Linked DNA regions of Mus musculus: all the other regions are linked to region 5. Evidence: chromatin contacts called from public Hi-C, HiChIP or PLAC-seq and promoter capture Hi-C data. All regions are on one chromosome and are shown on one strand. The core of a region is the stretch at or near the end of the contact, and the rest is flanking DNA. Distances in the headings are between cores, read along the strand shown. Region 1 holds the start of Cplane1 (ciliogenesis and planar polarity effector 1). Region 2 holds the start of Gdnf (glial cell line derived neurotrophic factor). Region 3 holds the start of Wdr70 (WD repeat domain 70). Region 4 overlaps Ttc33 (tetratricopeptide repeat domain 33). Region 5 holds the start of Rictor (RPTOR independent companion of MTOR, complex 2). Region 6 holds the start of Nipbl (NIPBL cohesin loading factor).

Region 1 (4,628 bases), core at 425-2,924, 1.5 Mb after region 5:
TACCTCGGAAGGAAAGGAGAGAGGAGAGGAGAGGAAAGACAGAAAGCTCCAAGCCTAAGCCCTCTATTTAGTTTCCTCCCTATTCAAAATTATGACCATTTCCAAATTATCCCTTAAAATGATAGCCTACCTATAATTTATGAAATAACCATAATCGAGAGATAGGGATAGCAACTGTCCACAACTTCCTCCTGCTGAATTGGGTTGACAAATATTTTTAAGGGGTGGGAGGAGGAGGGAAAGTGGAAGAAGTGGTTAGGCTTAAGAAAGCTAGCACTAGCATCTGTTACCCAGTCGTTGTATACGTAGAAGGCTCAGGGCTTGACAGGTTCTGACTGGAGCTGTCTGAAAGGCTGGATGAACCTAATCCGTCTGGAACCTGGGGCTATTCCTGAAGCTGCTCTAGAAGCAAGTCTCTGGAGACAGCATCAGAAGGGAGGGGGCTGGAGCAGCAGCTCATTTCAGCGTCCATGCGGATGAACCTTGTCAGAGCTGCACATTCAGCAATACGTGAATCTTACAACCAACAGTTTAGTACTGTAAGATACCTGTGTGGATTGTGCAAAGTGCACAGATGAGTTAAGGTTGAACTTTTGCTCCTTGTTTGAGCAGGTAAAAGACGAGTATTCTTTTTATGAGTTAATTTGATCGATAACCAATTGTGATAAATCCTTCATGACATGTGAAGAATTCCATGACCAACACGATTTATTGTCTAATTTTAGCTGAAGTTTTGGCTAGAGACTTTTTTTTTTTTTTTTTGGTTTTTTGAGACAGGGTTTCTCTGTGTAGCCCTGGCTGTCCTGGAACTCACTCTGTAGACCAGGCTGGCCTCGAACTCAGAAATCCGCCTGCCTCTGCCTCCCAAGTGCTGGGATTAAAGGCGTGCCACCACTGCCCGGCAAGTTTTTGTTGTTGTTGTTGTTGGTTTTTGTTTGTTTGTTTGTTTATTTATCTATTATATGTGTGTGCACTGTTGTCTTCAGACACTCCAGAAGAGAGCATCAGATTTTTGTTATGGATGGTTGTGAGCTACCATGTGGTTGCAGGGATTTGAACTCAGGACCTTTGGAAGAGCAGTCGGTGCTCTTAACCGCTGAGCCATCTCACCAGCCCGTTGTTGTTGTTTTTTAACTTGTTATTTTATGAGTGTTTTGCCTACGTGTATGTATGTGCACCACCTTTGTAGCTGGTGCCCACAGAAGCCACAAAAGAGTGTCAGATGCCCTGGAACTGGAGTTACTCAGGGTTATGTCGTAGGTGCTGGGACTCTGAAATCGGGTCCTCCACAAAGGCAACAACTGCTCTTAACAGCGCAGATCTAAATGTTGGTTCTTAAGGCATTCTCATGCCAAGCTCCACGGAGAGCTCGGAAACTCAAAAGTCTTGCACGAGGGGAAGCCAGGGATGGATGGAGAGAGAAAGGACTACCGAGCTGAGGAGAGAGCAGGAGGGCAGGACAGACTCGGTGGAGGTAACCCACTCTGGCAGGCTTGCAGCGCTCTCCCAGAACCCCGGCGCAAAGCTGGCTACGCCGAGGAGGCGGGGCGGGCGGGGATCCGTCAGGTGCCCGCCCACGGAGCGGCATGGAGCATGCGCAGTGGGGCGGCCCCGCCCACGCGTCGCCTGGACACGGCTCTGGGGTGGCGGGCGCGGCCTCCTCCAGGGCTCAGCGGCTTCGCAGCCTCTGCGGTCCTCGGTGGGAGGTGGCGGCCTTGGGACCTTCCCCAGGGGCTCGGTCCCCGTGCCCCCCGCCTCCCAGGGTCTCCGGGCTAGCTGTGGGGACTTCCGTTTTCCTCGCGGCCGCCCGCCGTCCCGCCCAGGTCCTTCTTTGGGTCGCAGGCGTCCCCTCCCCGCCGTGGCCCCTCACACCTCCACAGGGGACCTCCGGGCAGGACTCTGCGGCCACAGCCACGAGGAAACCTCTGAGGAGACCCCAGCGGACGGCAGAGCAGTGAGGGATGGACGCGGGTTCCTAGCATCCTCCGTAGCACAAACCCCGCCCGGGACGTCAGCGATTTTCTTGAAATTGTATGCTCCGATTTGTTTGAAATAAAGGTACCTTTCCCCGGTTCCCGTAGACTGGGCAGATTACTCCTGTCATACATATATTTTTGCGCCATGGAGCGGATTTTTTTTAAAAATCAGTTCTTCCATCTGCAGTGTCTGTTGTGTAGTGCTTGGTCTATCCAGTAGCATCAGTGTTTTGAGAGGCTTTGCAGTATGCGTCAGAAAATGGTGTTTGCTGCATCCCAGGAGAGAGGTGATTGTTAGAATTCTAAGTGACGGGAGGTTGTACGTGATTCTGTAGCGCACCGTACTGAAATCTTGAAGTGGGTTTGCTGTCTTTCTATCTTTTATGCTTTACTTGAAAAAAAAAATATGTCTATCTTTTCCCAAACAAATCCTTTGCATAAATCTTTAAGTGTCTTTCACATCTAGAAGGACTCATTAGACAAAAAACATAATACAATTAATCCCTCAAAACCAAAACTAACAAGTTGCTGTCACCAGTAGAATCTAACGATGATTAACTCAGTCGTGCTGGGTTTTCTCCTGTTGCCTTTTATCAATTTTGCATTTAAAGTTGCATAATGTAATTAAATATGTATTTTAGATTAACCAGTTCCTTATGTTTTGCTGTACCTTATTTTTCTCTTTACATGTGCATATGTATAGTATTTAGGAATTATTAAACTACCTAGAAATAGCTTTTGATTTGAAGATGATTGCGTATATTAAATAGTCTTATATTCACTTGTCATACTCAGAATAATGCATATTTCTGGTAATGCTATTTTACATGAGTAGTCATCAAATTTAGGAAACTTGGCATTGAATAATATAGCATTTTTGTTTTGTTTTTTGATGCAGAATAAAATGCTTCATTTGGCCGCCTTGTGTGGTTAAATCATCCTTCATTTGGAACACCTGAGCTTCTGATTCTTCGCTGACACTGGTTGGTTAGTTTCATGTCCATTTATCACAAACCAGAATCATTTGGGAAGAACCTGAGTTGAAAAAAATGTCCCCCCCCCACCTCACGTGCCAAAACAGTGGTATGGCAGCTCTTTTCATTTTGAGGCAGGGTCGGGCTGGCCATAAATTCAGGTCTGGGCAGAGAAGCCTTGAATTTGGTCTTCCTGCCTCAGCCTCTGGAGTAGCTGCAACTTCATGTGCAGTAGCAACAGGACTGTGGAGGCTTCTTCAGGTGAGCTAGTTTGGACTTGCTCACAGCTGTGTGGGCTGACGGTCGTTTGCTTTACTTGGTGAGAGGAGTTTCATAAATGGTTACTCCAGGGATTTTTCTCCCCTTTTGTGATTTAGCCTTGGAAATTCATAGTGTCCCTTCCATTGTACTCTCTTGGCCAGAGTAATCCCACAGTCTACCTTAACGTCAAGGGAATCGGCAGAGCAGGAGGCTAGGGAATTTGCCGTTCTTTACTAAAATATAGTCAGCTACACTGAGAAATGCAGATCATATGAAACTATGTTTATGGCCACTGTCTGAGAAGTAGCGTATTAAGAAAGCAAATACATTTTGCCTCTGTTCAGGATGTGGATGAAATACAGAATGCAATTTCTTACCTTTTAAAAAGAGAGTTGTTGGGGCTGAAGAAGATGGCTCAGCAGTTATGAGAACTGGCTGTTCTTCGAGAAGACGTGGGTTCAATTCCCAGAACCCACATGGCAGCTCACAACTGTAACTCCAGCTCCAGGAGATCCAACAGCCTCACACAGACATACATGCAGGAAAGACACCAATTCACATAAAATAAAAATAAATAAATTTTTTTTAAAAAAAGAATTTTTATAGATGTATTAAAAGTTCTCCAACTTGTAAATTAACATGTTCAGTGTTACCATTTGACTTTCAGATGTCTCCCGTAGGCTCATTATCTTGATTGAATATTCTGTCTCCAGCTTGTGATACTGTTTTGAGAGGTTCTAGAAACTTAAAGAGTTTGGTCTGAGAACATAGGTCACTGGGGGTGCACCTTTGAAGGCTAATCCTGGTCCACTATCCCTACTCCCTCTGCTTTCTTTCTCCTGTGAGGCGAAGACTCTGCTCTTCCCTGTGCTCCTACAGCAGGGTATTCTGTGCAAACAGCCCACTGAGAGTTGGGCCTTCTGAAATGAAGCCACAGCAAATCTTTCCTCCCTTACTTAGGTGGTTTCCATCTGTTATTTTGTCAGTGTTGAGAAAACCTATCCTTTGTAAATATTTCAGGCTATTTGTTATTGCTGTTATTATTCACAGGATCTTGTGACTGGCTTTGCTTGATTGGTCATTGGTATCTCAACAAGCATGGAGATGAGATTAGAAGTTTTGACATCAACAAGTATCAAGCAGAAAAAACCCTGGCCCAGAGTATCCTGGTTGGGTCAAGTGAGTTTTCCTTTATTCAAATACTAAGTTAGGTTTGATATATGTTAAATATGTGCTTTTCCTGGTAAGATATAGGAATAGTCTGTGGCCTCAAAAAACATCAGAGTGTGTGTGTTAAAGTTACAATGTACAAGTTAGCATCTTCAGAAAATGAGGATGGGTATGGCAGGTGGGTGTGTCAGTTTTAATGTATACGTTAGCATTTACAGAGAATTGAGGCATCTATCTAGGTGAAAGC
Region 2 (5,176 bases), core at 110-2,609, 1.1 Mb after region 5:
AAAAGCCTGGAGACTAATAGGAAAGGTGCAGGGAGGTGTGTGTGTGTGTGTGTGTGTGTGTGTGTGTGTGTGTACCTGAAAACTGATTTGCCCTCCCCCATTAAAAATGTCAAGACTGTTTTCTCAAAATGCATGATTTACCTGATTTGAGAATGCTCCCCAGCCAATTCCCCATGCTGGAACAACGGGACTTGTGAGTGACAGAGTACCACCATACCCGAAGTGATTCAATCTCTCTTCCCCCGTCTCTTTGGATGGGACTTTTCGCCAAGTGAACATAGCCTTCTTTATTAGCAAGCTCACCCCAGACTGCAAGGCCTTCTTCCTTTCTAGAGATGTGAGGTCTTAAGAGTCCAAAGGACTCGGTGTTCAGGACTCTTACTACGGTCCTGGGTCCTGGAGTAGCTAGGGGAACCGAAAGATAGCATCTCTGCTGAGAGGGACAGAATTAGGACCAAAACTTCACAAAGCTGCAAAACTAAAATCAAGGGCGTGTTCGGGTATACCACGGAGGGCTTTAAATGTCAAGATAGATCCAGTCGCCGCCTACTAACAGTGGTAAAACATTTATTGGGCACTTTCTGGACTTGTTCGTGAGTTAATGATCCTAAGAAGTGGAACTGGTATTTTAAGCCAAACCGATGCTTCCGAAGTTAAGTGACTTAACTTGGCACTTTTATGCAGGCCAGAGTCTGCAAAGTCACATGAACTTGTTCTGGTGACATTTTTTTCTTTCACTTAGCCAGGATGTTTAAAAGGTAGACAGAGGGAGGGCAAGTGTTTCCACCAAGCCTGAGCCTACACCCTGCCTAGTTAGAAGAAAGGTCCAGCCTGGGACAGATAGGTGAGCTTGATTTTAGTCCCAGAGGTAAAAAGCCTGTTGTTTGCATCAGCGAAAGGATGGCTTCCAGAGCTCACATATGGGAGTTGCTGGGGAGGGGAAGGGTGGTCTCTGTCTGTCGAGGGCCGGGCAAAGGTAGCCAGATGGGGGCTACCCCGTGCGCCCCCGCCCCCCGGGAATATGGGATGTCGCGCGAGCCAGTAGAAGCAACGGGCCCGGAGTTGTGGTATAAATTTATGTCCATAATCTGACCTCTGGAAGTTGGAGGCTGGAGGACCGAAGAGTGGTCAGCAGTGCACCCGTTGGGAATGCGAGCTGCACCTGGGGTGTACCAGGGATGAAGGAAGATGGGCGGGCAGTAAACCAGAACAAGGGCGGGGTGCTTAGGGAAGCACCGATCAAAAGCAGTGCGGGCGGAGAGGCTGTGAGTTGGGAGCAGGTTGGGGGGGGGGGCAGGGAAGTGGTGAAGAGGCTGCCCTGCAGTCAGCACCAGGGTCCTGGGCGTCTGAGCCTAACTTGCCTGGTGCGGTTCTCTTCCCCGCTGCCCGCCCGCGCAGGTGCCGCCGCCGGACGGGACTCTAAGATGAAGTTATGGGATGTCGTGGCTGTCTGCCTGGTGTTGCTCCACACCGCGTCTGCCTTCCCGCTGCCCGCCGGTAAGAGGCTTCTCGAAGCGCCCGCTGAAGACCACTCCCTCGGCCACCGCCGCGTGCCCTTCGCGCTGACCAGTGACTGTAAGAACCGTTCCCTCCCCGGGGGCATCATCCGGCGGACCCCAGGGCACCCTACCGCAGCATGCACGCACGCAGTCACCCGGGCCAGCCGGGAAGGTTGTGCGCCTCTCCACTAAGTGGGAAGGGCTGGGAGGCCCTTAAGGGTACTCAGCTGCATGCCGCTGCCCAAGGGTTTCCAGGCGCCTTGCAAATACAGAGGATGTGGAATAGTGTCCCTTTATCATTCTCATCAACAAATATCCCACTATCGCCACCATCACAACCACAACCAGGGCACACACACATTGCCCCCAACCCCTTACTTCCCTGCCCCTCTAAGAATACACAGCAGGATCTTTCTTTTAAGGCTATTTTACTGTGCCTTGCTAAAACCCTCTTGCATTTTCATCCTGAACTGCACTTGCAAGGAGTTTTGTGAGAAAGGCCAGCCAGAGAGAAAACACAGAAGGACCTCCATTTCCAGAGCTAGCATCTGCCTAGTGTCAATTCTGTTCAGAAGAGTTCTGCTATAGGAAGAGTCCAGGGTGACTAGTGCAAAGTGGACTGAAAGGGAGAAACGTTCAGAATGCACAGTGCTAACTCAAAAACAACAACCACAACAAACGCAGGGTACTCTTAAAACAAGTCTGTGATTTACTGCTCCAAAGCTAATGCCTTCTAGAAGCGAGCAATTACAACCTATCCTCCAGTCCTCAGAAGTCCATACGGGTAAAGTCAGATAGACAGGAAAGGAGTTACAGAGAAAATGAAAGTATCTAGGTTAAAAGGTGGCAACAGAAAAGTTGATACAATCTCAAAATACTCAGCGGCCACCCACCTCACCCCTTAGAACGAGTGGCTTTGAAGGTTTGCATTTGAAGTGCCCTGTGGTTATGACCACCAGGGAAAGCTTGAGTCAGCCCAGGACGTACAGAAACCCTTGGCCCTGGACAAGAAAACAGGCAGAATGTGGCAAGTGTTTCATTTCAACAACAAAAATGGCTTCTTGTATAAGGGTCAAAAAGGGGCGGGGGGGATAGAATTTTATAAGGATTTTGGGAGTGATTTGTGGTTTAAAAGGAACGTAGTTGGTCCCTTGAAATTCAGACCCAGACCTGTCAATTAAACTCATCTTTAAAGAGCCTCACTTCAATCCCAAGCTTAGGGCGTACAAATATTTCTCTGATTGAAATTCTAAATGCCCTCTGTTGTTGTCTTCATTTAACCATTGCAAAAGGGCAAACCAAAGGGACAGGGGCAGAGTGGCAGATAATAATAGTTCTCAAATTCAGGTATCAGTGGAGAGAACTCTGACTGTTTGATTGCATTCTGATTAATTCATGGGGGTTTAATTGCTATATTAGTATCCTGTCTACCGGGGCTTGCTTCCCACTAATTCTTCCAAGTTAATGGCTTTAGAACTCAGTGTGAACAGTTTACAGCTCCACGGAAGGAATGCCTTTCTTCTCCCACGTGCCAGTAGCTACCAGGATTGCTCCTTGGCCTCCATACTCCTGTCCTAACCATCCTTGGAGAATAGACTCATAAAAAGAGAGTGGAGTCTTCTAAGAATGCTAAAGGTTGTTGATACTGGATTGCATGCCAGGAGTCTAATTTAATGGGTTTGAGGTGTAGCCTGGGTGTTCAGACTTTTAGATGTTTCCCAGGTGTGTCTAGTGTTGTTCCCAAGGTTGAGTCACCAAAGTTTGATAACACCCTAGGAAAAACCTGAGGCTTCTGTGGGTTAAGCAGCCGTTTAGCAACCAAAATAGTATTGAATCCCATTGACTGCCTGGATCCCACTGGGAAGTGGGCAGGATTGCATCTCCCTTTCTCAAATGATACTAAAGCATCTATGGACAAGATTCTGACTACGATTTTGTTCAGGACAGCAGAATGCATCCAATTCTGCTTTGTCTATGGAAAGACCCAGTAGAACCTAGACAGAGAAATTACCCAAAGAGAAACTGAGCTGTGTTCTAAGCCAATTGACTTCTTTCCAGGTATGTTCAATTCGGCAGCAAGCTGTCAGTGCAGGGAAGGCAAAATAACGACAGTGTGCAGACTTTAAATATTCAACTAATGTCAGCACACCCCTAACACAGTGCTGACATTTATATCCTCACTGTACACAGAGCAACTGGCTAAGTCTTGTGTAGAAAACCATTAAATCATTGCATTTCATTTGAAAATAAAAGGTGCTATAAATTTTGGTCACTGTAGTTTCCTTCGGGTGCTTGGGATTTCATAATTAAGCAAAAGAGCCTCTGTCACAGTGACAGTCACTGTGCACTTTCCATAGAGACACTGGAACTGTGTCTTCCACTGCACACATTCACTCTTGAGACAGCATCTGTTCCCCTGGGTCCAGGACAAGTTAAACATCCCAAGTTCTATTCCAACATAGGAAAGCCAAGCAGATAGAATTAATAACTGACTTGCTTGTCTTGAGGTTGGCTATAAAATAAATGCCCCATGACCATTTTTAACTTACTCGGAAACTTGCTTGTAGCTTGCTTTTGGAAGCATCCAAGACTTTGTCTCTAGCCCCCTTGTTCATTTGTCTTTCTTCCTGCCTATCTTCTCCAAACGAAGATTAGAGATTGTGTGAGAGGTCTGTCGTTCAGGTGTCATAGCATTTTAAAGCTGAAACAAAAGGTTTCTGGTTCTGAGAGCTGAAAACATGAAATCCAAAGTGCCAAGTACCCCCGGTGGCAGTAGACAGGTCTTGGGACTCCGAGGCCAGTGTTTACCCAAACCACTAAGATACATTACGTATGGAAGGAACTCTATGGGGGTGGATGCCCTTCAACCAGTGACTAAAACTGATTGCTCAAGATTTTCAGAACTTATTGAAGATTCATTCATTATCGTCTTATGCTACATCTTGACTATCACTCTAACAACTAAAAGCATAAAATACGTACAATTTTAAATGTTTACATTCGTCAAATAATGTGTGCCTGTTCATTCCAGAGACTGACCAGAGTGCCACAAATATCTGGTATACGTAACACAGAGATGTCTCTGACTGTATAGAACATCCTTCCATGAATGTACATATTTGGTTCCAAAAAAATTAAGCATGAAGGAAACCTGGGCAGGTAGCATGGACTGAACTTGATTAGACACCAACTGGGAAAGGACTTATTAAGTGTGGTGGTAGGGCTATAGGTCAGTTGGTAGAGTGCTTGCCTCACATGCAAGAAAGTCAAGTTCCTGGGTAATTGGGAAAGGGCACCCAGTACTTAGAAAGAGGCTCTTGAAACTAAAATCTGTGAGGATAACTCTTTTCAGAGACACTGATCCCTTATTTGAGATCAGAGACCAGTATCTTCTTTCTTTTTTTTAATTAATTAATTTTTTTAATTAGGTATTTTCTTCATTTACATTTCAAATGCTATCCCAAAAGTCCCCCATACCCTCCTCCCCCACACTCCCAAAAAATAGTTGTCCAGAGAAATTACTTTCAAGGCTCACTTATAATCTGCCAGCCAGGGGACATTGCGTGTGCCCGCCATTATGCTCAAATGGGTTAATACTGGCTGATACAAAAGTGAAATGTTGCTGGTACTTTCCTTTCCTTACAGTAGGACCTTGTTTCTCCAGGGCTCGTGGTCTT
Region 3 (4,668 bases), core at 780-3,279, 1.4 Mb after region 5:
TATCTAACCAGGTGCATACTACACGGTAAAATCCCAGAACCAAGGAGCTAAGAGGAAAAAGGGTCAGAAGCACACGGTCATCCTCAGCTTACATACAAAGTCTAAGGCAAGCCTGAGCTGTGTCAGGTCCTGTTTTAACTAAGAAATAAAAATAAATAACAAAAAATAAGTAAAGACAGTCTAACTACATAGTCCAGGCTAGCTTCAAACTTGAAACCTGCCTCAGCCACTCAATTAGATTCTTGTATCAAGTTATTAAAGTTTTTAATAACTCTCTCAACAAACAAAAAATAAAATTTAAGTGATACAAGATCTCTGGACACTAAAATAAATCAAGTTCTAACAGTGCAGCTTAGTAATGGGACAGGTAGTTAGCATGCAGGAAGCCCTGTTGAGTCCTCCTACTACCAAAAATTAAATCATGTTTTGGAGGCCGGGCATGGTGGCGCATGCCTTTAATCCCAGCACTTGGGAGGCAGAGACAGGAGGATTTCTGAGTTCGAGGCCAGCCTAGTCTACAAAGTGAGTTCCAAGACGGCCAGGGCTATACAGAGAAACCCTGTCTCAAAAAAAAAATCATGTTTTGGAAGAATATAATACATGAAAATCGCAAAATACTGTCTTAAAAAGCAATGTTTACTCATAAATATGATATTAAATTTTAATATGCACCAGGAGATCTAAAAAAAAAAAAAAACAGATTTGACTTCCTTTTCTTCGTGATTCTCCTAATTTTCTGAAGTCAAAAACAGGAGTTGGAGAGATGATTCACAAGTTAAGAACACTTGTTGCTCTTGCAAAGGACATGTTTAGTTCCCAGGGCCCACAAGGTGGCTCACAACCATCTGTAACTCTAGTTCCATGGGACCCAGTGACCTCTTCTGGCCCCCATAGGTACTGCAGGCAAATGGTGCACAGACATAGAGGCAAAACAACCGCTCAGAAATATAACTATATATACATTTATCTTTTAAAAAAATAAATCCACCGGGTGGTGGTAGCTCAAGCCTTTAATCCAGGCAACCGGGAGACCGAAGCAAGCAGATCTTTACGGGTTCGATGCCAGCCTGGTCTACAGGGTGATATCCAGGACAGCCAGGACTGTTACACAAACACACACACACACACACACACACACACAAAACCTGTCTAGAAAAAAACAAAAAACAAACAAACAAACAAAAGAGGAGAATGAATAGGAAGAAGAGGAAAAGAGGAGGTGGAAGAGGGAAGGAAAAAGAAGAAAAGAAGGGAGAAAAGAAAGAAAAAAAGTAAATACTGTAACTACCCTTTTATCGACTAATTACCTAGAAGAAGCTAAGTAGATGAATAAATGAAACAATGAATGAATGAGAACTAGGTACATCAGAGAGACATTTGTTCCCAAAACAAATTACAGGTCAATTTCCATTTGATTTTTCTAGCACTGATACTATTAACAGATGATTATGTCTTTTGAGACTGTTTTTTCTTTTAAATCACCTAATAATGTGACAAGACCAGGGTATACATTAAGACTGAAGAGGAAGAAACGCTATATCCACCAAAATGTTATTTAATGGTCGCCACTAAATGTCTTTCTCAGACTGGGTCACCATAGTAATCCCTTTCCGTCAAGGTTTCCAACTGTCACCTGAACTGGTCTCAACAGTTTAAATGGGACCGATTCGGATTTGGCACGGCGGAAGGCGCCGGTCAAAAGTGGCAGCTCTCCTACCCTTTACTCGCAAGCCCCGGGCGAAGTCGGGCTGGGCTCTGCCCCGGGCAGTCACTCACCGAATCCTGTGAAGCCCATGGTGACCGCCAGCTGAGGGTCGGGTCCCGCCGTGTCTGCGCCTGTCACTGGAGCAAGAAACAAAGGACAGACCGGCCGTCAGCCCGGCGCTCCAGTGCCCAGCACGGCCCTCCACCCCGGCTGGCCCGCCTAACCCACACCCACCTTCGCTGGTTCCCGAGTGCTCCATGACTGCCCGAGCCCACCGCCTCCGTGGATGCAGCAGCGCGCGACTCCCGGCAAGCCCGACGGAAGTGTCGTCACCGAGACCGCGTCGCCAAGAGCGGCCCGGCTGCGTGGGTAGGCAGGCTTTCGGACTCTCGCCCCCTAGCGGTGCGGAGGGAATGCGCTGACAAGCCACGAGGAGGTCTAGTTTGGGAGTTCCCTAAAACCTTTCGGTGGTTTCAGATGCGTTCTCAAGCAAAGTCCTGGCACGTTTCTAAGGAAATCAACAGAATCTTGTTATTTGCATGCTACTTTTATCTATATTCGTAATGTACTTGACGTACATGATGAAACTTCCACTGCTGCCCATCTTCTCAGTATGCTTGAAGAAACCACTATCTAGTTATAAAGATGCCAGAAAACTGAAGAGTTGTTAGGAATGTTTAAAGCGCTTGCCCTCAGTCTCCACTCTCTAGGCTAGCCTTGTTTACTAAGGGTTCCAAATGTTACATGTTACATAACTACTGTGTTTCCAATTTATTTTAGTTTCTTTACAACTCTGTTCCTATTCTTAATGACACATCATTTAATATACTTTTAAAGTCTAAAACAAATACTTGGTTGAATTTTTCTTTTGTCAGAGTCTCTCATTTTGTAATCCATGCCTGGCCCAGAACTCAGAGACCCATCTAGATTCCTCTGCCTCCCAAGCTTTTAAAGATGTGTGCTACCAAGCCAAGTGAAAATACTTCATTTTCACATGCACTCAATGATTGTGGACGTGGTATAAACATGCCTTACTGTGCAACCTGCAGACCTATTCTTCTACTATGTGGTTCTGGGGGTGGACCTCAAGTCACAAGCTTAGCAGAAAAGACAATTTCCTACTGAGCCTTGTAGTCCACTCAAGAATGAAAATTCTTTGATAAAATTACTCCTGAGCCCCAATATTAGACTCCTGTCTCTGTCTATGGTTCATTGATAATGATTATCTAATGCTTCCATTGTCCTTAGAGTAAAAGAAAAATTTATTAGTACAAAGAAGCTGTAGATCTGTGGTTGCTTAGCATAGACAAGGCTAAGGGTCTGTATTGGATCTCCACCACAAAAAAATACAAATTTAATAAAAGGTTAGCCTGACTTCCAAAACCTTTCTATTCCAATCTTGTCATTTTCAACATTCCCATTTAGTGCAGGGAGCGGCCTCAGAACACATAGTCCTGAATGCTTTAACTCTTCACCAAGTCATTGATCCAACCAGCTCATCTCCAACTATCAAATTAAATCTCTCCTGCTTTTGAAAGCATCTGTAGAACTTTGTAGGCCTCCAACTAAATAAGGCCCACCTACCATGTGATACCCTAGTCTGTCTTCATAATATAATGGCTGGGCAGGCACTCTTGAGTGGTTATTAAATGAATTAATAAGAAGAAATGGTTGTGAAGGCAAGTTACTTTTCCTATGCACAAGATGTATATAATTTGTAGCAAGGAAGTTTGGGTTTGCCTCAAGAGATTACTAGTGACAAATTACCCTGAACTTCAACCAGTAAGGCTAATTTATTTTGCCTACTCTCAAATATGTTATTATTGGTGCTAATATTTCTTTTCTGAGCATAAATAAGCAGCCATTAGATACTGGAGTAGAACTTTATGAATGATATTATGTATCCATAACCTTTAAGCTCATAAGTAATAGTTTCAGCTCCTCAATTGTCAAGGAGAAGAAATTTTGAGATTCATGATATATTAAACTTTAAACTGAAAAGCACTAGAGAAAATGAAAAAAAAATAGCTATTCCATCACCCCATTAGAATTGGTATTTATCACCATAAACATCATTTTAAAAAGACACTCTGCTATCAATCAATGATGACAACAATGCAGCTTCCACATTAAACTATTTCTGTTGAGTATGCGTGAAACAACTTCATAAACATAACTGTAAAGTGTAATGGAAGATTTTTATTTCTCTTGAAGAAAATGAATTTATTCATTAATCAAAACAGGAAGCCACTCAATCAATGATTCCCAGTGCAATCTGCAGACTGTTTAAGAGTGCCCATATGATCAAGACTCTTTGGCAAATAATCTAAGATACCAGTTGGGGATTTCTTCACTATATTGATTATATTGACTGTTGAAGCAAAAGCAATGGCGTACTAAAATAGGGCACATTAGAATATTAGTTTTTCTGAATGATTCATCAATTGGGGAGGGCCAGACAGTAAGCCATTTAAGTCTCTACTGGACAAAAAGGAGCAAGGAGCCATAGCAAAGAAAACAATTGACTGGTGGAAAGTCCTTAGAGGTTAAATCACAGAACTTTTGGAATGTCTCTCTGTATTAAGGGAATTTATTGTAATGACTTAGTCTGTGCGCTAACTAATCCAGCGATGGGCAGCTGTGAATGGAACATCCAAGAATCTAGGAGTTGCTCAGTCACACGAGGCTAGTTGTTTCAACTGGTCTTCTGAATCGTGGTGCAGCTGGAATCCTCAAGAAGTATATTCCAACAGATGTGCTAGCAAGTCAGTGCAAGCAGCCTAAGAAGACTGAGTCTTCCCTCATCCAATGTCCTTATGTAGGTCTCTAGCAGAAAGTGTGGCCCAGATTAAAAGTGTGTACCACCACGCCTAGATTTGTAACTTGCTTAGTCCCAGGCTGGCCAAGATCTGCTTGCCTCAGTCTCCTGGGATAAAAGGCGTGTACTACCTTGCCTGGGCCTA
Region 4 (4,633 bases), core at 36-2,535, 1.5 Mb before region 5:
AGTTTCCTGTTTTCAGATTCCACAAAGAGGAATCTGATAGGCTTATGCCGGTTGGACCAGGCCATAGAAGTTATACAGAGTCAACTAGACAATGGCTTGGCTTGTTTGGATTACATAGTTTTCTTTGTTCCAGGTAGCTATGGCCTGGGTGAAAGAACTTGTGGTCTTCCTTCACTTGAAAAAAGGACTGGTTAAAACCCAGTTTCTAATACCTACCAACAAAGGTGCTACTGAGTAACTATAATATCTCCTATAACTGTATAATAGTCAGTCTTTAAGCAAGTATGCTATAGAGAGAATCTTTTGGTCTAAAGGAATGGAGGAATGTTTCATATGTGTATAAAAAGTACAATACATTTAAAAACCGAGGTTTGTGATTTCTTGGGGAACAACCCAGAATTGTGCTGATGCGTCATAAAGTTGGGGTAGAGCTGGCAGGTTGCCCACCCTCCTGTGCAGTCCAGCAACCATGCTTACATGGGTAGCTCTGATTGGACCTCCTGGGCTGTGGAGAAGAGGAGGGAAGAAAAATTGGGAGGGAACCTGTTAGGGGGTGAGGGGGGCTGCAGGAGGGTAATGGGGTGCATGGGATTGTATTTCATGCAAGAAACTCAAGAATAGAAAACATGGTAAAACGATACTGACAAACAGCTGAGACGAATAAGGAGGTAGTCTGAGTAATGAGGGGGGAAGGTGGCCACACGGTCCCCACATTATTAGAAGCCTTTCACCTAGAATTAAACAGTGCTCAGGTAGATGTCTTTTCATCGAGGAATTCTGTGAGCTGCAGGTTATGAAGGAGCTGGGCTCAGTGGTACATTCCTGTAATCTCAGCACTCAGGAGTCAGAGGCAGGTGGATCGGACTTTGAGGCTACCCTGGCCTATGTAGTAAGTTCCAGGCCAGCCAAGGCTACATTGTATAAGAACTGGTTGCAAAAGCCCCTCAAAGCCCCAAAAGGCTCTAACAGTGGTCTAGGCTTACTTATTTCTGTATGATTTGGCTGGAATCAGAGGTTACCGCCTTCCTTTAATTGAACATTTAACTCGTAGTTAAGCTTTGAGCACAGACCAGCCTGGTCTACAGAGTGAGTTCCAAGACAGCCAGGGCTCCACGGAGAAACTCTGATCGGAAAACCAAAAAAAACCAACAAAACACAAACCTGTGGTTTGACCGCCACGCCTTTAATGAGTATAAAAGCAAACTTCGTAAAGCACACTCCCACTATGCACTCTTTGTGCTTTGTCAAGATGGTATGAGACTTACCTTGGCTGGCCAGTCCATCCGGGAGATCCTCCTGTCTGTCACCACAGTGGTGATATTTCAAAAGCTTGTGCTGTGTTTGAGGTTTATGTGTGTGCAGAGGAACTGCACTCACGCCCTCAGGCTTGTGCAGCAAGCACTTTCCTGATGGAGCCACCCCACCCCCACCCCCTGGCTTTACGGAGTCCGGGTCTTTACATGCAGCATATTTTCTGTAATGTAGTGGACATGTTCTGAGATGTGGATCGCTAGGCAGTTTCATGTGTATACATGAATATCATGTATAACCTCTGAAGACTGCATCATGGAGTATACTTACAAAAACTTACATGGCCTTTTGAAAAGGATGCCTTGTGAGGAAATAGGACCAAGTGTGGCTTAGCATGAGGCTCTGATGTTACACTTGGTGCCTTCAAATCCTACCCGACCCTTGTAGCTGCAGCATTAGCTATATTTGGGAAGGTAGCTTCTTTAATCTTCAGCTCTCTTATTTATGAAGTGGAGATAATGACTAATGCCACCTGGGGTTCTGGTGAGGGTCCAGTTCCAGTAGAGTAATGAAGGTCACGTAACTGGCACTGCAGTCTGCTCAGTGACTGTTAGCGTTTGCTAACATATAACTCACAAATCTCTTTGCTGTGTCCAAGTGCAATGGAAAAGTGAGAAATATGTTTAAGGCCCACACAATTATGCATGTGGTATAAAGAAAAAGAATTGGACTAAATAACAACCTGGATGGTTTAGGTTAGTCTCTTGAGTTGCCTCTGGTGTGCTGAAGGGAGACAGTGAGAACAGGATGTATGGAGTTTCACTTCTGGTGATTGTACAAGATACAGTAAACTTGCTCTCCTAAGTATAAGAAATGAACTCTAAAATAGCAATAAAAAGTTTGTGAGTTAGATGGGGAGATGACTCAGTTGATAAGAATTCTTGCTGAATAAGCGTAAGGACCTTTGTCCAAATCTCCAGCACTCATTTAAAACCTGCACATGTGTGCCTGTGATCCCCGCTTTGTTGACTGTGAGATAGTGGATCCCAGGAGCTCACTGGCCAACTACCCTTACAAAACCTGCATTTTTCAGGCTCAGAAAAGACCTGTCTCAAGGAAATAACATCGACAGCAATAAAGGAGGATGCTGTCCTAACGCCTGCACACACACATCAGCACAAGTGTACACTATGCACACACGCGCGCACACACACACTATTATATGTATTATATGATTATAATTTATATTAGAGAATATGAATAGCAGTTGTTTATTACCAGGTATTGTGCATTGTACATACAAAACACATACTGAGAAAGTGAAGGGTCTTGAAAACAACAAGAAATGATTTAAGAGAAGATAGTACACAATGGCACATGACAGAGATTGTCAGTGATTCACAGCCCTGGGACTGCAGACGTGCTCAAGTACCTGGAAAGAAGAGCAGTCATTAACATTGCCTAGAGAGCAGGAAACGGTGCACAGTCTCTGAAGACTGCAGCAAGTGTGCTAAGGGCAATTGTGCAGTTACTCAGGTAGTTTAGCTGCTTGTGGCTACAGTTGAAGATATTAATTGAATACCTGGCTCTCAATCTTAAAATAAAAGGTGGGGGTGTGCATTGATTATTAGTCTTGTTGCTGTGACTAAAGACTTGACAAGAAGCCACTTGAGGGAGGAAGAGTTTATTTTAGCTCCCAGGCTGACAGGATACAGCCCATCATTGCAGAGAAGGCATAATGGCAATAGTTCCACCCTGGCAGGAGTGTGCTGTTGGGATTTCTCATGTCTCACACCCTGGTGGAACAGGACAAAGGGGAAGGAAGGAAGCAGGGCTGGTATTTAAAATTTTTAGGTCAGACCCCGGTGATCCATTCCCCACTGAGTCACTACCTCTTAAAGGTTCTGCAACTTTTCCAAATAGTGCCACCATTTGGACCAAGTGTCCATACATATACCTTTAAGGGACATGACACACTCAAACCATAGCTTACCAGAAGTTATCTGCTTATTATTTTGGGTGCATTTTACCCATCTTTTAAGCTTGGCGTGTGTTTGTATTATGAGCAAAAATAGATATTTGTCCTTCCCATGACTAAAACCGTTGGAGAGGAAAGGGGTTATTTTGCTCACATCTTCTCATTACTGCTCATCGTTGAATGAAGTCATGGCAGGAGCCTGGGGGCAAGAGCTGTAGAGAGGCCATGCAAGAGTACTGCTCACTGGCTTGCTGGGCCGACTTGTAGAGAAAGACTGCCAGTCCAGTGGTCCCATCCATAACAGGCTCAACCCCTAATTTAAAAAATGCACTACAGGTTTTCCTGCTAACAATCTGACCTTATGGAGACATTTTCTGAATTTGGGTTTCCTCTCAGATGAATTTAGATGTGCCAATTTGTCATAAAACTAGTCAGGACGACTGCCATCTCTGCCAGGTAGATTGCTATAGCAGAACCTAGGCATGGAACTGGATTGCAAGCTTTTAAGACAAATCCTTTAGAGTACATATCCTATCATTGAAGTTAATTCAAAAAGAAAGACATTTGATTTCTCAGGCCACAAATCGCTTTTAAAGAATAATAATAATACTGTATAAATGCTGTGGTGTGTGTGGAGGTCAGAGGACAAGCCTATAGAGTTAGTTCTCTGCTTCAACCTTTAGGTGGCATCCAGGGATTGACTCCAACATTAGGATTTGCCCCTTAGCCATTGTGCTAGCTCAGGCTCCAGAATCTTAGAAGGCAATTTGTAAGATCTCTTATGTATATTTTGCCCTATTCTCTTTTGTTGTTTTCTCCTTTAATTTCTTTAATTTACCTATGCTTTTTAAACAGCATTATTAGCAATCTTTAATAGAAAAGTTTCTTAGTGGATTATTTTCAAGTTCCTGATTTTTAAATTTAACATGTACTCTGGAAGAGTTAAAATATGATATTAATGTAACTTTAACAACTGCAGATACAAGGAGGCAATTCAGAAGTGGGATGAAGCACTACAGCTAACCCCAGGTGATGCCACCCTTTATGAGATGAAATCACAGGTAATAATGATAAGGAATATGATTTTTACTTTGTAATTATGCCGTGGTTGTTCACTGAGCAGAGATGAACTAATTTGTCTGCTTTTGTTCCTCTTTTCTAATACAATTGTTTTTAAACATTTTTAGCATATTGTATATAGCTTTGTTTTGTGTATAAAATTAGAAATGCATTTCCTTTTGCAGTGAGCTCAACTATTATTTCAACCTAGCTCTAAGAAGATGTAACATATAGATAAAATTACTAGTTAATTTTTTAAATAGATGGAAAGTTTCTACATTGCTTATAAATCAGTTGTCTACTAGTACTATTTTTGTTTTTTTCAAAATGAAAATGTATTGTGTT
Region 5 (4,612 bases), core at 778-3,277:
GAAATGACTTAAAACAGGCGAGGATGGACATTAGCACCAGAAGGACCATTTGACAATCTGCTAGCATTTTATGGACAGATTTCTACTAATTTATTTTGTTTTTAGTGATTGTGATGTGTGGAGGGATGAAAGATAAACTTTTTCATGTTCTGGCCAGACCTCCAGCTTTGTGGTCTTCATCTAAGGCAGGAAATAGAATAAATAACTTCCATAGAGACTTGGAAGCTATATAAAAAGGAAGCAATTTTGTTGTTTATCAAGGCTTGTGCTGATAGTGTCAGGGAATATTTCTTTAAAGCACTGTAATTGTGTTAGATCCTTAAAGCTAAGTGCAACAGGGCAGCAGATGCCAGAATGCAGACTTCATCCTGAGATATGGGGTAGTACCCCAAGAGAGCAGCAATTCAAGTTTATTTTCCTGGTGTTTCTTTATTTTTCTTTTAAAAACTTTTGTTGCTTCTACAACTGTCATAGATCGACTATTGGTTAAAAGTCCAACCACAACTATTGGTTGTAGGTGACCAAGCAAGAAGAAAATATGCAGGCATGATCCCACAATTGAAAGGGGAATAGTAGTTTACATTCAGATACACATCTTGGATTTTTTTCCTTATATAATGCTTGTAAAAGTATTTTATAATGAACCATTTGAATTTTATATGTATTTCAAGCATTTATGAGTAAAGGAAATCTGTAATTGCTTACTTAATACCACTCTGTTAATATACTGGATCAACAAAGTCATTTTAAATTACATTTGCATAATTTCTACCTTTGGGCTTTCAAGTCTACAATTGCTCACTATTATTAACACGGAGAGTCTTTCTAATATTTTTTTATTTTTCTTTTTGATTTTAGAGAGGTTTTGGTTTGCTTTTTTTTTTTTTTTTTTAGTGAGAACATTATTATTATTTAGAACATTATTAGAACAAAAGGAGCTGAAGGTTTACACTAACAGATACTCGTTTTTGACGTCTGTACTAAAAACTAAGTGGTTAAGGCAAGATCTCCACTTTGGACTTTTAAGTCTGGAAGAGAGAGGTGAGGAATAGGAGGAGACAAAATATCCTCTCATTAAAGTAATCTAGCTTAAGAGAGTTGCTGGGTTAAGGGCCAAATGAGTGCGTACTAACCCGCTTCTAGAAACCCGTAAACTAATCCTTGTGACTAGTCCGCATTAAAAACATCGATCCTCGACATCGGCATCAGCCAGTGATGTAGGAGTAACAGAAAGCCAGGACGAGGCGCCCAGCCTCCTCCCCGGGCTCCGGGAGAGGAAACCCTGTCCCGGGCCTCCAGGCGCTGGCGCGCGCCGGGGAAAGAGTCCCGCGCTCGGGCGAGCGCCCTGCACGCCCGCTTTCTGCACTCCTTGCACGTCGGATGCCCGGCGGACCGAAAGCAAACCTCCGCCCTGCCGCCCAGCTCTCGGCGGCGGCGGCGAGCGGCTTTGCCTGTGATCAAGCGCGAAGCCGCTTAGCTCAATGGTCAGAGCGTGGGTGGAAAACAAACTTTGTTACGTGTTCACTCGGGGCGCCGCGGTTCTGGGAAAAGGATCAAAGCGACATTCCTAACTGTGCGCCGCGCGCCTTTTTCCCGGACCCCACCCTCTCTTTTAATAATAATAATAAAAATAATGGTAACAATTTTAGCCGATGAGTAAGGAAACGGGCTTTAAAGCCACGCGGGGAGTGCGGCGGGGCGGGCCAGCAGGTGGCCCGCCCGCATCCCGACCTCCGCCGCGCGCGCGCCCAGAGTCCCGGGCCACATCAATGGGCGCCCCCCCCCCCCGTGGGAACTGCGCCTCCCACCACGCCTGCGCCCCGACGCCCTGCCCGTGTCCCCCCGCCGGGGGTCGCATCCCACCGCCCAATGCGGGTCGGCACAGGCGGCGGCGCGTTGCTCGGCGCCCGCGGGCGAGCCTCCGTGCCGAGGGGCGGGGGCGCTGCCGCGGGAGGGGGGCGGAGGGGGCGGGAACGGCGCGCGGGGAGGGGAAGGGGGTTCTCGCGCGATCGGGCGAGGTTTCCGGTGTTGTGACTGAAACCCGTCAATATGGCGGCGATCGGCCGCGGCCGCTCTCTGAAGAACCTCCGAATACGAGGTAAGCCCGCTCGCCGCCCTCGCTCGCCTCACCCGGTGCGGGTCACGGGTCGCGGCGCTCGGCTTTGCTCCGGGCCTGGGGATGGGGTGGGGTGAGGTTGGACGGGGAAGACGAGCGGGGCGTCGGGCGCCGCCGGCCTGCGATGGATTCTAACTGGGGTTGTGTGTCTTGTCTCGCACAGGGCGGAATGACAGCGGCGAGGAGAACGTCCCGCTCGATCTGACCCGAGGTAACGCGGGCCGCCGCGGCCGCCGGGGAGGCGCGGGCAGCCGGGCGGGCGGGCTGGCAGGCGAGCCGCGCGGGGCAGCGAGGGGCCGAGCCCGCGCCCATCCCCCTGCCCCGCGCCCGGGTGGCCCGGGTTGCCCGGGGGGCTGAGCCCGCTCCGGGGCCTCGGGCGGCTGCGGAGCTCCCCGGCCGGCTCGGTCGCGTGTGTGTCCCCCCTCCGTCCGCTCCCGGGTCCCCCCACCTCCGGATCCCGGGGGCGGCCTTGGACGGGGTGGGTGGGGGAGCAAGGTAGAGGTTGTTATTTAGGTTGCTGGAGGATGTTTGTGGGAAGAGCGACCACATCCTGCCCTCCCCGTTCCCCCCAAGAGCAGATGCTGGACCCTGCCGGCTTCTTGCTCACTGCGGGACTGCTCTTCCCTGCCCGTGGGATCCTCTTGGGTGGGGTGGGGGGGGTCCCCGCAGCTTTTTGAGAACCCGGAGAGCCCGTGATGACTGCTAAGTGTCTGGTTCACGCCGCAGCTCCCTGCTGCTCGCTTCCCGTCTCCCGGGCCCGCTGGGGCTGTAGTTGGCTGGAGACCGCCCGCCCCCTCACTCGGCCGCCGCTTCATTGTGTACCTTGTGGCTGCAGTGGAGGAGAGCTGGGTTTGTTTACACCTTTCCCAGCAGGGCGAGCCCCGCGTGTGTTTTGTTTTTAAGAACCGCACCCGGCGAACGATCGGTATTTTCTTGCTTCGGTCACCGGCCCCCGGGCTGGTGTTTCATCTCCCAGTATCTCGCCGAAGCATCAGTCCGTTCTCTGCCTCCTTAAACAGGAGTTGGGTCTACAGATTCCGGACGGTCCGACTCCACAGCGCTGGAGTGGAGTGTAACTTAACTAGTTCTGCTGTTACGGAATCACTTTTTGAGATCCGTGAAACACCTTAGGACGTTAAAACAAGACAAGAACAGTCGTAAACATTGTATATACGACATGAATTTGGTTCCCCCACCCACCCTGTATGTAGTGACCGTCGTATAAAGTTATTTGGTGGATGTGGGATTTGGGGGACCCATCTCTGTATTGACTGCGTAATTCAGTTCTGTTTCGGTTTTTGTATTGTAAGAATCCTTCTGTGTAGACTGAAAGACTAGTTTTGATTTAGTTTCATGAACACGTGTTTGTTGTTTAGCATTTGGTTCTGATAGTTTAGGAAGCTGTTTTGAGTAAAGGAGCCCTTTCAAAGGGGAACCTCTTTAAAGATCCAGTGCAGTGGTGTGTCAGTCCTAGAGATGGCGACTACATCAGTGATCTGGAACACTCTTACCATTAACCAGCTTTCAGAAACACTATAGAAAAAAGGTCAAGCTTTAGTTGTTTTTTTTTTTCAAATTTGTAAACTTAATATATACCTGAAAAATGTATACAAAGTAGGTTTTCCAGACAGCGGTTCTGAGTATCATAATTCAGACCTGAGATTTTGCATCGTGCTTTTCTAACCATGTAGTTCGCCACTGATTTAATTGGTAACGGAGAAACTGTGTGAAGATACCTCTTGGTTAACTAGAGCCTAGTACCTACAGTATAAACCTGTTCAGATGTGGGATTTTGTTAATCTTCTTTATATATTTTTGTGGAGGCTGTCAGAATTTGGGATGGTAGAAAAGCTTATATACAAGCTTATATGAAACTTGCCTCACTTCAATAGGAACTCGGGAAGACAAATCAGTGGGTACGATTGAAAATCATCAGTTCTCTAAGACTTGACTTAAACGGCTATGTGATGAGCAGCTGTTTCTAGGGTTACGTAAAATGCTTAGACAATGTTATGTTTGCTTGCCGGGATAAAACGTACTAGTGTTGCAAATAAGTATTCACAGCCAGTTGACCTGATTGCAAAAGCAATGCACAACAGAGAGAGGTTACAGGAGAACTGTAGGCCTCAATCATAAGGAAGCTTAGAAGGAAAAAGTTAGGAGTTAGATTCATATATAGGGAGACAGTTGATTAGAGAAAGTGTTACTTGAACAAACATTTCATTGTTTGAAGGCATGTGGATCACACATGAAGAAAGTCCACGAGGAATTGAACTTTAGTAATGATTTGAGACCCACGGCGCAGATGGGTTGCAGCTGCTTGTAGATTAGATTCCAGTACGGAAAAATGTAAAGTTTGAGCCACCAGATTTTTGTTTCACATCATGCTAAGGCAGTGTGCAGATTGTTTTGTGAAGTCTGCTGTGTAGGTGGACAACCGTGGTCATAGTGATTTGTAAAAGGGACATCCATGCATATCACAGCACTGACTGTCAA
Region 6 (4,534 bases), core at 1,173-3,672, 1.7 Mb after region 5:
TTGCTTCTGTTTATGAAAACTAAGCAAGAACTCTTTTCCCATTATCTTTCATGGAAATAAATTCATCTCTTGACATACAGTTCAGATAAAAGTTGAAACGATAATCACAGAGCCTTTAAAACATTTTTTTAATGACACCTTTACCCAACCTTTTACACGCCCCCCCTCCCCCAAACTGCTTTCTCAAGACGGGAAGTCTTCCTCACTTCAGCATTCCCTCCTGGCATACTCCCCCCCCCACACACACACACCGCCTTCACCCCCGTAGGCCTGAGGCCCCGTAGCAAACAGAGTCTAACAGGAGCAGGCAGCACAAAGACAGGAATGGGAGATTAGTGGGAGGGAGGGAGGCCGGGATTGGGGCTCAGCAGGACCTTCAGGCTTTTTAAAATTCAAACTGCTCCCCGACCAATACAAATCACGGACACGCTACTGACTACTACACGGATTTATAGCATTAAAAACATGCCTAGTACGTGACAGCTATATTAACTTCACTCTTTTTAACATTTATCCATACGTTTTCAGGAAAGGTGGAGCAATTTTTTGTAAGCAGCATGCTAAACTCAAAAATAACCCGCAAAAAAGTTATTCTACAGTGACAAAAACTTAAGACCCAGAATATTTAAAGGGCTATTTTAACCACTACCATTACGAGGGGCCGCCTTGAGTAGTGTTGCTACCTTTTAACAAATGAGTTCTCCCTCAGCGAATATGAAACAAAGTATCAAACGGGACATTTCTTTTTCTGTGCAATTTTTAAAGTCTGAGGACTTTTAAAAAGGTATTTCCGTCTTACACCAACTTCCATTGCCAAAGCCGCGAGAAACAAGCTCCCAACATCTAACTTACTCGTGAACTAGAACTTGGTAAGATACAGAACTGGTATTTTTCTCCAGCATCTACAGATACATTTGACCTATTAAAATGACACCTCGCTCATTACACAGTCAAACATCATGGTACAAACAGCCAATGACAATCCTGGGACTCACTAAGATCTGCCCTGACAAGAAAGGATGGCACCTTCTATGTGTGTATATGTATGTGTGTTTTAAACCTCCCAAAGATTCTAAGTGCAACTTAACTTCTATCCTTTGAAAGAAAATAGGTTTCATCCTTATCTCCATGTACGCTCAAAAACACTTAGAATTCTTTGTATTCTTGCACCCGTTTAGGCTAAAAAGTATCCAGAGAGTTTTATGTAGTCATTTAAAATTATCCTTACATAACAGATACAAATACAAAGTGTCGGAGTAAACCTGTCAAGTTCTTTCTACTTGGTCTTTGAATAAAAAGTCCATGTGCAACACACTCTGTCAAACAACATAAAAGCTCCTGGGCGGGGATGTGCAGTGTGCACAACGCTAGGGTTTTCTAGATTAAATATACATGTGGACGGTTTGATCCTTTTACAAAGGAAACCAGTCTTTATTAACTTTCCAAAACGTCCAAACAAGTTTGGCAGAGAATTACCACTGTAGCCGTGTCTGAGTATTTACATTTGTTTCACTAACTGAAACTACTTCCTCCCTTCATGGGGTCACAGGGGGAAGAAGGGGGGTTGTTTGTTTCACTGGGACGTTCCCCACTCCCGGACCGGGAAAGTTGTAAATATGGGGGACGATCGGGGCACATTTGCTGATAGTTGTATTGTTTCCGCCTCCTCACTAGCTACGGCTCCTCTCCCGGGCGAGGCCTGTCACCGACCAGCAGTCGCTCCGCTCAGCCCGGAGCTCTCCTAATCCCCGAGCTCAAGTAGATTCCGCTGGCCCGCGGCCTGCACTCTCCGCCGGGCCTACGCCTCCCCGGCCGCCCGGCAGGGAGCCCGGTTCCCCGTCACCGAAGCCGGCCGGGAGAGGCTACGAACCCCGCCGCCACCGCCGCCGCCGCCGCCACCCAGGGTGGCTGCCGCCGGAGAGGAGCGAGCGAGCGAACTCACTCTCTCGACTCGCCCCGTGGAAGAGACCCGGGGCCGCTGAGGAAACGGCGGGGAGGGGAGCGAGGAGGAGAAACGCTGAGGGACCTGGCGCCGGCGCCACCGCCGCCACCGCCGCCGCCGAAATAAAAGAGCAGGAATTTACCTGGGCGAATCGGCGTCTGAATCCGAAGCGGAGGCCGAGGCCGCGGTGGCAAGAGAGAGAGAGCGAGAGAGCGAGACTATAATCCGGGCCGGGAGGGGGGGTGGCTACGGCTCCTCTTCCGTCTCCTCAGTGCGGGGAACATGTAGAGCCGGGGGGAGAGCAGCCGAGAAGACAAATCGCGGCTTCTTCTTCGTCCTCCTCCTCCTTCTCCCACATAGAAACACTCACACAAACACCCGGCCGGGGGCCCCGAGCTACCGGGGGGGCATCGCCGCGGGCCCGGGAACCAATCCTCCTGGCGGCGGGGGCGTCCCTCCCTGGCGGCTTTGCTGGTGTCGGGTGAGTCGGTACCGACGGAGGGAGGGAGGGACGGGAGGGCGGGCGGGGGGGAAGGAGCCCAGTGTGTGTGTGTGTGTGTGTGTATGTGTGTGTGTGTGTGTGTATGTGTGTGTGTATGTGTGTGTGTGTCTCTCTCTCTCGTTCCGTCTCTCCCTCTCAGAACAAAATGCCGACCGGAAGTGCAGCTGCAGGAATGACTCCCTCCGCCGGCGCCAAACACTAACAACCACCCCCTCTTCCCTACTCCACTTCCGCCGCCGCCACCGCCGCCGCCGCCACTCGGGCTCGCAGCTCTGCCTCAGCGCGCCGGCTCCCGCGGGCTCCGGAGGCGCGGCGGCGGCGGCGACAGCGGCGGAGGCAGCGGGAGCAGCAGCGGCGGTTCTGCTCCGTGCCCTTGTCCTGTGCAACGGACGGCCGTGGATGCTGCCCGTGGGGTCGCTTCTGCAAGACGGCGTCTACGCCGTTGCTCGGGTGACCGGCTTGATTTTTTTTTTTTTTTTTTCCTTTTGGTCCCCCTCGAGGCGACAGCAGCCGGGCGCTGGTCCGCTGTGGTGGCGTGAGGCCGGGATCTCCCTCTTCTCAGGCGCTCCGGGCCTCATAGCCCCCCACCCTCAATCCCGGAGAAGGCGGCCAGCCGAGGCCGCGCTGCTCTCCCTGACTGGCCGGCCCCGGGCCCCGGGGGGAAGCCGAGCTCCCGCTGCCGGCGGGTTGGATGCCGACCTTTCAAACGCTGTTCCCGCAGCCGTGATGGATGGATCGTCCCGGGAGCGGCCGGATCCTATGTCTGTCTGGGTTATTTTCTGCGAAGAACACAGTCCTCGGAGGTGAAGACTCCCAGCCTGGCTGAGTTGGAATCGTGATCGTGGTGGTGGTGGTGCATTAATTTCTGGAAATACGAGAGGGCTGCTGGACTTGCCTCTTTTTTTTTTTTTTTTTTTTTTTTTTTTCCTTTTTGGCGGTGGTTTTGATTGCCTCCCTGGTAGTCGGGATAAGGCCTGTAGGCGACGCTGTGCAAGCAAGGAGCCGGTCGCTCTGGCGCTGCGATCTAGGTGTGGGTGGAGCCCAGGCCATCCTGACGCCGGGCACCGGAGCCCCGGCACCGGCGCACTTCAAAACATCGTTTTCCTCTGTATGTTGAAAACTCAGAGGCTCTGGACAAGGCTGGAGTACAAAATGTGAATACGAATACAGTACCGTACCCGATGGTAGTGTCTTACTGTAAAACCGGAGGGCATTTCATCGCCACACAGTTTTCTGTTTGCTTGCTTGTTTGTTTGTTTGTTTTTGTATAAATTGTAAGGGGGCTAATTCTTCAGGTAAAAAGTGCCAGTAGGTAAGCACATTTTACTCAGGAGGAACCATATTATATTTTTTTAAATAAAATAAGTTGTCAGCGTTAATCGTTTGCTTGTCTATGCACTGATGTATAGGACAGCTCGCCTACAGGTTATTCTTTTGCTTTAGAAGTCACTGGGGGTGAGGTGTTAAAGATTTTGTCATTTCTGCACTCCTGACACTAGATGACTATCGCGACCAGAGGGAGTAAGTCAGGGCGGTGACTTCGGCCCAAGGAGTCCTGCAAGTGGGGGAAAAGGTCCGGGCTTGATATCCGTGCAAATAGAACTAAGCCTCGCCATGCTTCTGCCGTCCCCTTCCCCAGAGTGCCCCTGGGACTTGGCGGCGCCCTCGTCATCAGGGTTTTGCCCCATGTCACCCTGGTGCCTCCAGCACTTCTGTTTACCTTCCATGTTGGCGGCGTCGTTCTCATTTTTTCCTCCGGGCTTTCTATCTCGTCTGGCTCTTTTTCCCCAGTAGCCTTCAGGGCTTCAGGAAATGAAGTTTAACTTTCCTTCGCAGGTGTTCTGCATAGCGCGCTGTGGATGGCTCAGTCACTCCCCTCCCTCACTTCTGAACTCTACCCTTTACTATGAGTTTATCAATACCTAACAGAACTTTTATGAAAGACGGTGAAAACTGGAAAAATGTTTAGATGGAACCGAGATAAGGTTATTAGAGGTCAGGAGAAAGCTCTCTTCTAGACATTCGAAAGCTCATAAAGATGATTGCTTTTAGGTTTCTCTAGATGGCATGGCAGAGGCCTGGACATTTGT

The links. Promoter capture Hi-C pulls out the DNA fragments that hold promoters and counts their contacts. Hi-C and Micro-C count contacts between places; a contact is called where the count stands out from the background. HiChIP or PLAC-seq counts read pairs in DNA pulled down with a chosen protein or histone mark.
Region 1: a promoter capture Hi-C map of pre-B cells shows a contact between it and region 5, with 5 times the contacts expected there. The contact joins the promoter of Cplane1 here to the promoter of Rictor in region 5. A contact is called at or near these places in 7 of 39 promoter capture datasets (the 3T3-L1 cell line, 3T3-L1-derived adipocytes, the C10 cell line and 3 more), 1 of 484 Hi-C or Micro-C datasets (cardiomyocytes), 1 of 115 datasets of contacts at active chromatin or transcription factors (regulatory T cell precursor) and 1 of 9 other capture datasets (liver).
Region 2: a promoter capture Hi-C map of embryonic stem cells shows a contact between it and region 5, with 2.9 times the contacts expected there. The contact joins the promoter of Gdnf here to the promoter of Rictor in region 5. A contact is called at or near these places in 6 of 39 promoter capture datasets (the 3T3-L1 cell line, 3T3-L1-derived adipocytes, cranial neural crest and 2 more), 2 of 484 Hi-C or Micro-C datasets (embryonic stem cells and uterus) and 1 of 115 datasets of contacts at active chromatin or transcription factors (extraembryonic endoderm stem cells).
Region 3: a contact with region 5 is called in a promoter capture Hi-C map of liver, with 7 times the contacts expected there. The contact joins the promoter of Wdr70 here to the promoter of Rictor in region 5. A contact is called at or near these places in 15 of 39 promoter capture datasets (the 3T3-L1 cell line, 3T3-L1-derived adipocytes, the HPC-7 cell line and 10 more), 2 of 484 Hi-C or Micro-C datasets (Sertoli cells and erythroblasts), 7 of 115 datasets of contacts at active chromatin or transcription factors (the 230-238 cell line, astrocytes, embryonic stem cells and 2 more) and 2 of 9 other capture datasets (liver and pancreatic islet).
Region 4: a contact with region 5 is called in a FOXA1 HiChIP or PLAC-seq map of pancreatic cancer cells. The contact joins the enhancer-like site here to the promoter of Rictor in region 5. A contact is called at or near these places in 9 of 39 promoter capture datasets (3T3-L1-derived adipocytes, the HPC-7 cell line, HPC-7-derived erythroid cells and 6 more), 2 of 484 Hi-C or Micro-C datasets (the HPC-7 cell line and pancreatic cancer cells) and 9 of 115 datasets of contacts at active chromatin or transcription factors (T-cell acute lymphoblastic leukemia, embryonic forebrain, embryonic stem cells and 4 more).
Region 6: a Hi-C map of the N1E-115 cell line shows a contact between it and region 5, with 6 times the contacts expected there. The contact joins the promoter of Nipbl here to the promoter of Rictor in region 5. A contact is called at or near these places in 5 of 39 promoter capture datasets (the 3T3-L1 cell line, hippocampal neurons, liver and 1 more), 2 of 484 Hi-C or Micro-C datasets (CD4 T cells and the N1E-115 cell line), 2 of 115 datasets of contacts at active chromatin or transcription factors (astrocytes and pancreatic cancer cells) and 2 of 9 other capture datasets (adipose tissue and liver).

The regions. Positions count from the first base shown.
Region 1 is chr15:8,167,432-8,172,059 of GRCm38.p6, forward strand. It overlaps Cplane1 (ciliogenesis and planar polarity effector 1), which reads left to right and starts at 1,675. Exons shown (of 53, transcript NM_001162906.1): 1 at 1,675-2,058; 2 at 2,875-2,963; 3 at 4,262-4,390. The coding sequence starts at 4,310. It also overlaps the pseudogene Gm46494.
Region 2 is chr15:7,814,191-7,819,366 of GRCm38.p6, forward strand. Gdnf (glial cell line derived neurotrophic factor) reads left to right here and starts at 1,360. Exons shown (of 2, transcript NM_001301357.1): 1 at 1,360-1,575. The coding sequence starts at 1,425.
Region 3 is chr15:8,097,180-8,101,847 of GRCm38.p6, forward strand. It overlaps Wdr70 (WD repeat domain 70), which reads right to left and starts at 2,030. Exons shown (of 18, transcript NM_001081402.1): 1 at 1,940-2,030; 2 at 1,777-1,842. The coding sequence starts at 1,964.
Region 4 is chr15:5,204,161-5,208,793 of GRCm38.p6, forward strand. It overlaps Ttc33 (tetratricopeptide repeat domain 33), which reads left to right. Exons shown (of 5, transcript NM_026213.3): 3 at 4,209-4,290. Among named protein-coding and RNA genes, the nearest start is that of Ttc33, 21 kb to the left of the region's middle. Within about 2 kb of position 1,286, at least 10 of the 459 cell types and tissues checked have an H3K27ac peak or open chromatin away from gene starts, as enhancers often do. A contact at or near this core is called in pancreatic cancer cells, where this site is marked.
Region 5 is chr15:6,706,354-6,710,965 of GRCm38.p6, forward strand. It overlaps Rictor (RPTOR independent companion of MTOR, complex 2), which reads left to right and starts at 2,028. Exons shown (of 38, transcript NM_030168.3): 1 at 2,028-2,098; 2 at 2,280-2,327. The coding sequence starts at 2,050.
Region 6 is chr15:8,442,041-8,446,574 of GRCm38.p6, forward strand. It overlaps Nipbl (NIPBL cohesin loading factor), which reads right to left and starts at 2,423. Exons shown (of 47, transcript NM_027707.3): 1 at 2,085-2,423. LOC102634078 reads left to right here. Exons shown (of 3, transcript XM_017316813.1): 2 at 1,675-1,924; 3 at 2,023-3,823. The coding sequence ends at 3,251.